Linked DNA regions of Sus scrofa: region 1 is linked to region 2. The links are chromatin contacts, called in public HiChIP or PLAC-seq maps. All regions are on one chromosome and are shown on one strand. Each heading gives the region's core, a stretch centred on a gene start, on an enhancer-like site or on the middle of the called end of the contact. The rest is flanking DNA. Distances are from core to core; before and after follow the strand shown.

What was found. HiChIP or PLAC-seq counts read pairs in DNA pulled down with a chosen protein or histone mark.
Region 1: an H3K27ac HiChIP or PLAC-seq map of alveolar macrophages shows a contact between it and region 2. The contact joins two enhancer-like sites. A contact is called at or near these places in 7 of 47 Hi-C or Micro-C datasets (brain, embryonic fibroblasts, mesenteric adipose tissue and 4 more) and 1 of 2 datasets of contacts at active chromatin or transcription factors (alveolar macrophages).

Annotation. Positions count from the first base shown.
Region 1 is chr17:47,644,502-47,650,007 of Sscrofa11.1, reverse strand. No RefSeq gene overlaps it. Among named protein-coding and RNA genes, the nearest start is that of RBPJL, 16 kb to the right of the region's middle. Within about 2 kb of position 3,152, at least 4 of the 83 cell types and tissues checked have an H3K27ac peak or open chromatin away from gene starts, as enhancers often do. A contact at or near this core is called in alveolar macrophages, where this site is marked.
Region 2 is chr17:47,413,824-47,419,086 of Sscrofa11.1, reverse strand. It overlaps STK4 (serine/threonine-protein kinase 4), which reads right to left. Exons shown (of 11, transcript XM_021077860.1): 8 at 4,328-4,456; 9 at 3,378-3,564. Among named protein-coding and RNA genes, the nearest start is that of STK4, 29 kb to the right of the region's middle. Within about 2 kb of position 2,891, at least 18 of the 83 cell types and tissues checked have an H3K27ac peak or open chromatin away from gene starts, as enhancers often do. A contact at or near this core is called in alveolar macrophages, where this site is marked.

The DNA.
Region 1 (5,506 bases), core at 1,903-4,402, 230 kb before region 2:
CTGGTCCACCTGGGGCCATTCTAGCCTCTTTCGAGTGACTTTTGGAAATCAACTTTTTTTTTTTTTTCATTTGGAGAGGGTGAGGAGAAGAATTGAAGGTTCATCCTGAAAGCGACTTATGGAATACCTGTAAGTCTATTTTTCATGGGGTATTTTTTTTTTTTTTTTTTTTTTTTAATGGTCCATGGCTTTGTACAGAGCCTCTCTCCCTGGGCGCGAGTGCTCAGAAGCCCAGGCCGTCTCCACACCCTTGCACCTTTCCACAGTACCTGCTAAGTTTGTATTTAATGGTTTTTGTTACTTAAAATGAGAGAAGAGTCAGAAGTATAATTTTTATTAATTTTTTTTTTTTTTTTTTACTATTTATACCTTCAGATAAGGGCCCCTTTCCCTCTTGTTTCTTTTCCTTTAAATCCCCCACCCCCTTTTTTTTAATGATACACCCCTGCTCATGTCCTTGGCCCTTTCTGAAGCTACTTCCTCTAAGAAGCTTTTGCTGAAATATAGTTTTCTAGCAGATTCCCAAAATATAATGTAGGGGATGGTGGGATATTTGTGTCTCTTTTCATGTAATATATTATTATTCTTCCTTGGTTCTAGACAAATAGATAAATATATTTTTTCAGGAAATAGTGTGATATGATACTCCCGTTTGAAGTTGGGTGGGTGATGGAGTGAGTGCATTTTTGTGTGGCTGAGTGGAGTTTTCGCCCCCTTCTCTTCGTCCCGTTCCTGGTGCCTTCTGAGCGGGCTGGAGAACCTTCTCTCTAGCTTTTGCTTTGAGCCCAGCTGGGGTTCCTTCCTTCGCTGTCTCCAAATGGAAGGGAACATTGGAGAGAGAGCTGCCCTCTGCAGTAGGGCAGCCGCTAGCCACATGTGGTGAGTGGAATCAATTAAAATTACATGGAGTTGAGTGTTCTTTCCTCAGTTACACTAACCACATTTCAAGGGCTCAGCGGCCGTGTGTGGCTGGTGGCTGCTTCTGTACCAGATACGCCCAGGAGGGCCCCGTGGGCATCTGTGGGACAGCGCAGCTAGAGAACTAAACTGGTTCAACAAGTCACAGCCCCCACCTTGGCTGGGGTGACCTTTGTCTCCCTGGACAAAGGGGAATGGGGGAGGGCTGATCAGGCCCTGGCTCTGGGGCCTGATGAGCCTTCCCCTCCAGGGAGGAGAGGCCTGGCGGCTTAACCTGGGCAGGCTGCCTCTCCTGACCCCATTGGCTGGGATCAGGGGTGGGGTCACCCTCGCTTCCTTCACCTTTCACCCCCACCACCCCGGGTCCCAGCTGGCTGGGTCCTCTTCCCCCCCTCCCATGTCCCTTCCCTCCAGCCATGTTGGGAGCAAGCACCTCACACTCTTGTCTGTTACTGATTTTTTGATAAAAAGATAATAAAACCTGGTACTTTCTAGACCTCCTGGCCTGCCTCTATCCTTTCAGAGTTCGTCAGACGTCATCCTTTCCCTTGATCTCAGGGCAGCCTGAAAGAATTGCTGCCAGACACCCAAGAAGGAGGTATCAGAAGCTAAGACAGCTGGGAAGGGAGGGAGGAAATCAGACACACACATCGCGGCCCCTGGGCCATGTCGTGCCTACCTCAGAGTTTTCTTTAGATGGCATCGTGTTTAAAAATCAAACAAAAATCCTTGGATTAGTTGCCAGCTATGGAACTGAGTCTGTTTCCCATAAGAATGTAGATTCCTGAGAGTTCCCGTTGTGGCTCAGTGGGTTAAGAACCTGACCAGTGTTCATAAGGATGCAGGTTCAGTCCCTGTCCTCGCTCAGTGGGTTAAGTAAGGGTCCATTGTTGCCTTGAGCTGAGGTGTAGGTCGCAGATGCAGCTTAGATCCCACGTTGCTGTGGCTGTGGTGTAGGCTGGTAGCCGTAGCTCCCATTTGACCCCTAGTCTGGGAACCTCCATATGCCATGGGGTGTGGCCCTAAAAAACAAAGGCAAAAAAAAAAAAAAAAAAAAAAATCCAGATTCTTAAATGAGGGAATAAAAATCAAGATTTGCTGATTCTTAGGCTGCATGGTGAGCACTGGGCGTTGCCGTCTAGAGGCAGGTTCTCCTTCCCCACAGCCTCTGTCACCTGTTTCACTCACATCACCTGCTTGGCCTCTGGGCATCGTAGCTGCTGGGTTCTGTATAGATACCACTGACACCTCTCTTGGTCTTCATTACCCTGAGGTGGGTAAGAACCCTTTAACCAAGGAGACACCCACCCTTTGCTGGTTTGTGCAGAGTTAAGCCTTCATTCCAGGGCCTGGGGCTTGGGTGGTCTTCCTTTGGCAGGCACTTCATGGCCCAGTGCTTCGTTGGGGTCAAGGGAAGGATGCAACGAAGAAAGGGCAGTGGAAACAAAGCGGAGTTCCTGTTGTGGCTCAGCAGGTTAAGAACCTGACTAGTATCCATGAGGACACGAGTTCGATCCCTGGCCTCCCTCAGTGGGTGAAGGATCTGGTGTTGCCATGAGCTGTGGTGTAGGTCTCAGACACAGCTCGGATCCCACATTGCTGTGGCTGTGGTGTAGGCAGGCAGCTGCAGCTCCGACTGGACCCCTAGCTGGGGAACCTCCATATGCTGCCGGTGCAGCAACAAAAAGGAAATAAAAAAGGGAGTTCCCATCATGGCTCAGTGGTTAACAAATCCGACTAGGAACCATGAGGTTGTGGGTTCGATCCCTGGCCTCACTCAGTGGGTTAAGGATCTGGTGTTGCCGTGAGCTGTGGTGTAGGTCTCAGACGTAGCTCAGATCCAGTGTTGCTGTGGCTCTGGTGTAGGCCAGCAGCTGTAGAGCTGATGGAAAAAAAAAAAAAAAAAGAAGAAAGAAACAAACCCTCACATTGCAAATGTTCATGGTGGAAACCCACTCTCTGTTTTATATCTGTCATAATACTGCAAAATAGGTGCTATTACTAGTCTCATTTTGCAGAAATGGCAGCTAAGAGGTGAAGTCACTTACCCAAAGAGACGCAGCTTACCAAGAGTAGAGGCAGGATTTGAACCCAGGCGGTCTCTGGGGTTTGAACCCAAGGCTCTGGAGTTTCTCACAAACACATTGCCTATCAGAGGGTTTATGTCACCCAGGCCCGCTTCACTCCCTTGGAAGTTTGGTTTCACATCCTTCCTGAGACCCATGAGGCTTGAGTCAGTTTCTGTTCCTTGCAACTTGAGACACATCTGTCAGAGCTGTGCTGTCCCAGACAGTGGCCACTTAGTCACATGTGGCTATTTTAAAGAGTTAATAAAAATTCGAAAACAGTCACTTCCTCAGTGGTACTAGTTGCAGTTCAAGTACTCAACAGCCACATGTGGCTGGCGGCTGCACTGCTGGAGGAGGCAGATATAGAACATAATGAAGGTGGTAGCAATTTTGTTAGAGCTGTGTTGGATGTATAAAACCAGGGTTCGGGACCTCAGGATTTGGATTTCAGCTTATTAGCTGTTAGCCTGGGCTCCTCTGGGGAGGTAGGTTAGAACCTGGCCCATAGGAAGTGCTCCAGAATTGGCACTTTACACTCAGCATAAGCACATCTTTTGGGTAAAGTATTTGTTCCCCAGACTTAGGGATTTACATAAATATCTGGGTCAGGAATTAGTTAGCTGGTTCCAGGGTCTTCTGAGGTTGTAGTCCCAGCGTTGGTCAAAGCTGTAGTCCTCTGAAAGCTTGACTGGACGGGAGGAGCCACTTCCAAGATGGCGCACGTACATGCCTGGCGAGATGGTGCTGACTGTTGGCAAGAGTCCTGAGTTCCTTGCCATGTGGACCCCCGTAGGGCTGATGGAGTGTCCTGATGACATAGTGGCTGGCTTTTGCCAGAGAATGATTGAAGAGAGCCAAGTGGAAGCTATCATACCTTTAATGGCTGAACCTCGGAAGTCACACTGTCACTTCTGTTAAATCTCATTGGTCACACGGGTCAGCCTTATTCATTGCGAGAGGGGAGGCCAGAAGGGCGGGCGTACCAGGAGGCAAGACTTGTCAGAAACCATCTTAAACGCTGGTTACTAGTAGCCCCATTGCTGGTCAACTCTGGACAGGGGTCTGTTTATCGGGAGAGCAAAGTCTGGGTGGAACTTGGTATATGATATTATTTCTGAGAGTTGGGCACGGAATGTAAAGTGGTTTGGACAATATTGGGCCAGTTTGGGGCATGATCTTGTCAGTCTTCTGAGGCAGCAGAAGCACTGACCCCTGTGTGGGGGAATTTCTTCTTGGGGGCGCAGGAAAGCTTACTGGCCACAAAGATTCCCCCTTGTCCATAGTTTGCTATATGGTTTTAGGGAGGAGGATGGTCAGAGTTTTAAGCTGGCCCCCAAGATTTCTGCCCCCTGGTGTATACAATCTGCATATTTTCTTCCCTTCAGTGTGGGCAGAACCCGTAAATATGATGGAAGTCACTCCCATGCTATGGTTATACTGGGTAACAAAGGAGAAGGGATGCTGTACCTGTAATTAAGGTCCCGAATTAGTTAGGTTTTGAGTTAGTAAAAAGGGAGATTATCCTGGGTGGGCCAGACCTAATCAGTTGAAAATACATGTAAGAGGGTCTGGAAGCTTCCTAATGAGAGTGATGCGCTCTTGTTGGCCCCCAAAGAAGCGAGCTGCTGTGATTTCTACAGCTACAAGGTCATGGAGTTTGCCAACAGCCACATGAGCTTGGAAGAGGACCCTGTGCCTCTAAGATACTGCAGCCCTGGCTGACACCTTGATGACAGCCTTGGGAGACTCTCAGCTGAAGACCCAGCTAAGCCGTGTGTGGACTCCTTGCCCATGGACCTGTGGAACAATAAATGGTGTTGTTTTAACCTGCTATGTTTGTGGTTATTATTTATGTAACATAGAAAATAAATACAAGAAGGTCACGCCTCCTCTGGCCCATCAAATTCCTTATCTGTTAAAGGGAAGAAGGTTGGGAGTTCCCTCAGTGGCTTGGTGGTTAATGAGCCCACCTAGGATCCATAAAGATGCAGGTTCGATCCCTGGCCTCGCTCAGTGGCTAAGGATCTGGCGTTGCCATGAGCTGTGGTGTAGGTTGAAAATGTGGCTTGGATCTGGCGTTGTTGTGGCTGTGGTGTAGGCTGGCAGCTGTAGCTTTGATTTGACCCCTAGCCAGGGAACTTCCATATGCCTTGGGTGTGGCCCTAAAAAGATAAAAAAAAAAATGAAGTTTTGCGGGGAGTTCCTGTTGTGGTTCGGTGGTTAATGAATCCGACTAGGAACCACAAGGTTTCAGGTTCGATTCCTGGCCTAGCTCAGTGGGTTAAATATCCAGTGTTGCCATGAGCTGTGTGGTATAGGTTGCAGACTCGGCTCGGATCCTGCGTTGCCGTGGCTCTGGCATAGGCTGGCGGCTACAGCTCTGATTAGACCCCTAGCCTGGGAACCTCCATATGCTGCGGGAGCAGCCCTAGAAAAGGCAAAAAGACAAAAAAAAAAAAAAAAAAAAAAAAAAAAAAAAAAAAGAAGAAGAAGAAGTTTGCGGTATTTAGATAATCTGT
Region 2 (5,263 bases), core at 1,642-4,141:
TTTGGAGATGATGGATGCGAACAGTAACACTTGGACTAGATGGGCAATGGGGTTCTGTTGTATGGCACAGGAAACTGTGTGATTGGATCACTTTGCTGTACAACAGAAATTGAGGAAACACTGTAAGTCAACTATACTTTAATAAAAAAATTAATAAAAATTAAAACATTTTTTAAAAAAGAAAAAATTTGTATCCCAAATATAAGGAACACTGCAAACCAGTAACAAAAAAGAAAAGGAAAAAGGGCAAAGGCTACTCCCCCAAAAAAGCATCAGACTCGTGTAGTCAACATGGAAATTAATTAGATGAAAACTAAAGAGGCTACACAACAAAAGCTATAACCCATCATTGTTCATGTTTATTTTGATACATAAAATAACTTTCCCTGAGTCAGTTCCGAACAAGAATTTTAACTTTTATTTCTTTAATGTATTCGATTTCTTTGTTAGGGCCATTTTAGCAGATGACAGTTTCAAAACTCTCTGCAAAGTATCATGCTGCAGAAAGAAAACATCAGTTTTGGTTAAGGTCTACCGAGAAATCTGGGCAGAGAGAGGAAAAGGTTCAACTATTTTGAGACTGACTTCAGTCTTGTTTGAACTTTGCCAAGTATGAGGTATCCAATCTCCTACCTAAATAAAATAAGGACATGGCCCTAGTGTTGCTGTGGATACTTAAAATAGATGTTAAAATAAATAAATGACGGTCCTGATCTAGAATAAAGCCTTCCACAGAAAGTGGATTTCTGGACACAAATGGGAATACAAATTCAATTCGTAACCTATTACAGAGCTCCCTCTGCTGGCCCAGAGAAAGTATAATGACCCTGACACTGACACTTCAGGTCGCCTCAGGAATGTATCCTTTGGATTGTGGGGGCAAAGTTCTTCTGGGACATTTACCAAAAAAAAAAAAAAAAAAAAAAAAAACCACTGACGTAGTCAAATAGAAGAAGCCTCCCAAGATCCCCAAACTGATATTTTTATCCAAATACTTGGGTTTTCAAAGCAGCGTGGGCCATGGTTTACCTCTGCGGTTCTTACAGGTGTGGTTCTTGAGGTCTCTTATAAAGCGATCAAATCTCACCCTACTCAAACCCCATCCCCTGCAACTGCAGTCTGATTCTTTGCAGTGGCTTCAGATACTCCCAACCAGGACCTACTCCTTCGGATGGAACAAAGTCATTAGCCTACCATCAGAGGGAGGTCCCCTTTGAAAATCTGAAAACGATGTGCTTTGCATCTAGAAATCCCAGGGAAACGTGCAGAGAGGCTGGTTATTCAAACCACCACTGCAGGCTGAGGCTTGCAAACAGACACCCTGTAACATGAGCCTCAGTCCTGTCCCTCAACAGCTTCGTGAAGGGGCTCCACTGAGGATCGGGACGATCGAATGGTTACAAGCATGAGCTCTGAAGTCCAATGTATCTGGCTTCAGGTCCTGGCTCTTCTACTGCTCACTGTGTAACCACAGCAAGTTACTTAATCTCTCTGCGATTCAGTTTCTGCAGCAGTAAACGAGGGGGTGGCTATGGAAAACTACCCAGCATGGTCATAAGGATTAAAATCTATGAAATGCTGATAAAGGATTAAGCATCATGCCTGGCAGACATTAAATACCTAATCATTACTAGTTATTGTTCACAGTTACAATGCCTATCGGGTATAATAAATAATTTATACGTAAGTGGACTTTGCTGGTTAAAGCTTTGAACTTTGTAAATACTTGATATGCACTACATTCCACAAAAGTTAGACCAACTCACACACCCATCAGCAGTATTACTACTCTTTCACCATTTGTGTAATTCTGACCCAAAGCCAAACAAAGGCTGAGCCTTGGCCCCGAAACAGAAAAAAGAAAACAAGAAAAGCTCTTTCCTTCAAAAACAAAAGGTTGGTTAAAACCGCACAGACCTGGAAGGCGAAAATTAGAGGGGGCTGCCTGAGAACCCCAGCCCTAGAATGGTCTGTTCCACGGCAACAACCCAGCCACCATTCCCCTGGACTTGCCTCTGGGGCTTTGAGGACACGGCAACCTCTGCTGGAACATCTCCGCCCACCCCACTCACAGCCAACCTTCCTGCCCTCTTCCTCCAGGAATTTGTCAGTAATCCCCAGCCTGAGTTAAATATTCTTCCACTCTGCTTGGCCAACACCCTCCGATTACCTCTGTTTTAAAGCTCAGTTTCAGACACCGAGGTATAATTAATGGTCTGTCCCCCACTCTAGACAACGACCTCCTTCAGGGTGAGGGCTGCTGCAGCATCCAGCAAAGTACCTGTGGATACAGTGGACACTGAAGAGAAATTTACTGAATGAATTAACCAATCACAGAGCAGAGGGTCTAAAGCCGTAGTCAGAGAACGTTTCTGTCGGTAAAGGACCAGAGAACAGACATTTCAGGCTTTGGGGGCCACATGGTCTCAGTCACAACGGCTTCACTCTGCCTCTGCAGCACAAAAGCAGTATAGACAGTACGCAAATGAATGGGCATGGCTGTGTTCCAATAACACTTCACTGCTAAAACCAGGTGGCAGGCCAGGTTTGGCTTGTGGACCATTGTTTGCCAATCAAGCCCTTGGTTTAGAAGAGGAAGCTTTAACTTTCAAAAAAGAAAAGAAAAAAAAAAAAAAAAAGATGATGGAACGATCACAGAGACTTAATATTTTAAACCTGTGCAAAATTCAGGCTAAACGGTACACTGAGAACTCAATTCAATTAGTATGACCACTGGGTACTCCCAGTTCCTTTCCTCTGTGACTCGGTCTGTCACGCACAGAGTAAAGGGAAAGGAAACCGACGGGAGAGGAGAGGACGGCCCCCCACGAGGAACTGAGCACAGGCGTCAGGCCTCGGTCACAGGCCAAATAAAAAGGATCGGAAGAGGAAGAACAGCAGCAGAGATGGGTTTAAATTAGAAGAGCCTGGAAGGGACTCTTCAGTTGTCACATTCACCCTTAAGAGACTGACTGAGAATTGCTCAACCTGGGTCAGACAAACAGTTTGACGAAAACAGACTGAAAAGAGTATGTTTGATAAGTCATTCAGAATTTCCTAACACTTTGAATTACGCATCAAAACCTACATGCTCGCCTCCACAGATCACGGAAAAGAAAGAAAAAAATGCTAAGAGAATGGTCATGCAGGTCGGAAAGTCGATCCCTTCCTGTCGCCTGCCGACCTCTGACTCCACGTGCCAGCTTCCTCCCTCCCAGACCCTCCGCTGCGCCCCAACCTTCCAATGCTCTCTCACTCCTTTGGTTGTGGCAACAGAAAGGAGCTTCAGGACTGAGTCCGTGTGGACCACAGAACCTGCTTTCCCTGGATCGTGCGCGGCCTGCCTGCCAAGTTGGTCTAGTTAGTCAGAGCCTTACTTTTCATAGTGCCTTCCTCTTCCTCCTCCTCCGCATTGATCACCATGGTGCCCAGCTGGGACGGCAACGTGTCGTCGTGCTCGATCATGGTATTGGCTCCGTCACTCATGGTGCTGGCCACGCGGACGGTGCCCATCTCGTCCCCGGCGGCTCGGACCATCGTGCCAGAATCCATTTCATCCTCCTCCTGGAAGAGGATGAAATCTCAGATGAGGGCTAATTTGATCAAAATCTTACAGGGTTTCTGAATTACTCTTATTCATCCTGGTGCAAATATTTCTGATGTGACACTTAGATTCTAAACCCACCACGAAGAACCGAGAGCACTCTTTTTTTTTTTTTTCACACTGAACTATGGTTGATGTACGACACTCTATGTGTTACAAGTGTACAATACATGGATTCACAATTTTCACGAGTTAGACTCCATTGAGAGTACTCTTAACCAAAGAAGATCATAATTTATCCACATGAGAGCTGCACATCCAACCCTAAAGGGCCCTCTCCCTCTCCCCTTCCCTCTCCTTCTTAGTAACATGTTGTAACATTGACCCAAGGAGCTGAGTGCATACTCTTGGGATCTCAAGGGTGTGGGGGAGTCTCTAAGTGTAAAAATCTACCTATTCAGTATGGCTCCCAGATTCTCCAAATGGGTAAGGAAAACTCAGACTCAGCCCTGAGCATTCTCTCTCCTGAATAAAAAGTTAAACTGAAGAAAAGATATGAAGGCAAAAGAATAAAATGTGGAAGTGCCTCAGGAAGCGCTGTGAGAAGAACAAGCACAGATCCAGCAAGCCTCCAGCAAGCCCTGGTCCCGGACTGGACAGAGTCACTTGAAAAGAGTCTCCAGCTCCAGGTGGATCCTACATCCCCAACTCATCTCGCCTGGCCGGTAGTCATGAAATAACAAGCATGAATGCCCGAGGCCCACCACACTGCCTGCCACTCACTGAGTTTTCTTCATCGTCCTGGTCCACCTCCCGCTGCTGGGCTTCCTGGCGTTTCAGCTTCACGTCCATGGCTTCGTTAATTAAGTCCCGCAGTATGGACACTCCTTTGGCACTCTTGACAAATGGGTGCTTCAATAAGAAAGTGGAAGATGGTTTATATGGTAGAGTGCCAAACACTGCCTGGCACACAGCAGGTACTTGATGATTTCTGTTCAATCGGCCAGTGAATCTGTTTCTCTTTATGGTTTGGACATCAGCTAACTCATACTCGCTTTATAACTGAACAGATGCATTCATGCTTTACCCATCTTTTTTGGCTTGGCTAGAATGTTTCCTCCATTTCTCTGTGCAAACTCTAGGGATTCTCAGCAGGCTACTATCGCCCCCTAGAGGAAGTTCTGTAAACATGCTGGGAGCTTGTTTGGAGAACACAAACTACATGGAAGTGGGACAGGGGGCAGGGACACAAGCGATCCTGTGAAGTGTGGAACAATCTTATACAGCATTGAACTGTAACACATTCTGTACATCTTTCAAATGTGTCAGAGAACATATATACACTTTGATAAATAATACTGAAAAATTTTGGGGTGGTTTTGGAGGGGGGGCTTCAATGGAATAGAGACATTGTTTAGAAATCGCTGAATAGTTTACTCATCCTGTTTATTCTTTCTAGTCAATGTACTATAGAATTTCCAACTACGGATTTAGGTAAAAAGGATTTTAGTGCCGAAATGCAGTTCCTACAGAAATACTAAAACTGGTAACAAATATGTAACAGATGTAGGTCCAATATTATTCAATCTGCAAAGATGCTTGTGAATACTGCTGACTTTCATTTATAGAAATGGCTTAAAGTTTTTAATATTAATACCATCTTACGTTTGTATTACTGCCTTTTGTGACACAAATGATAAGAAATCTATGCTATGAAAG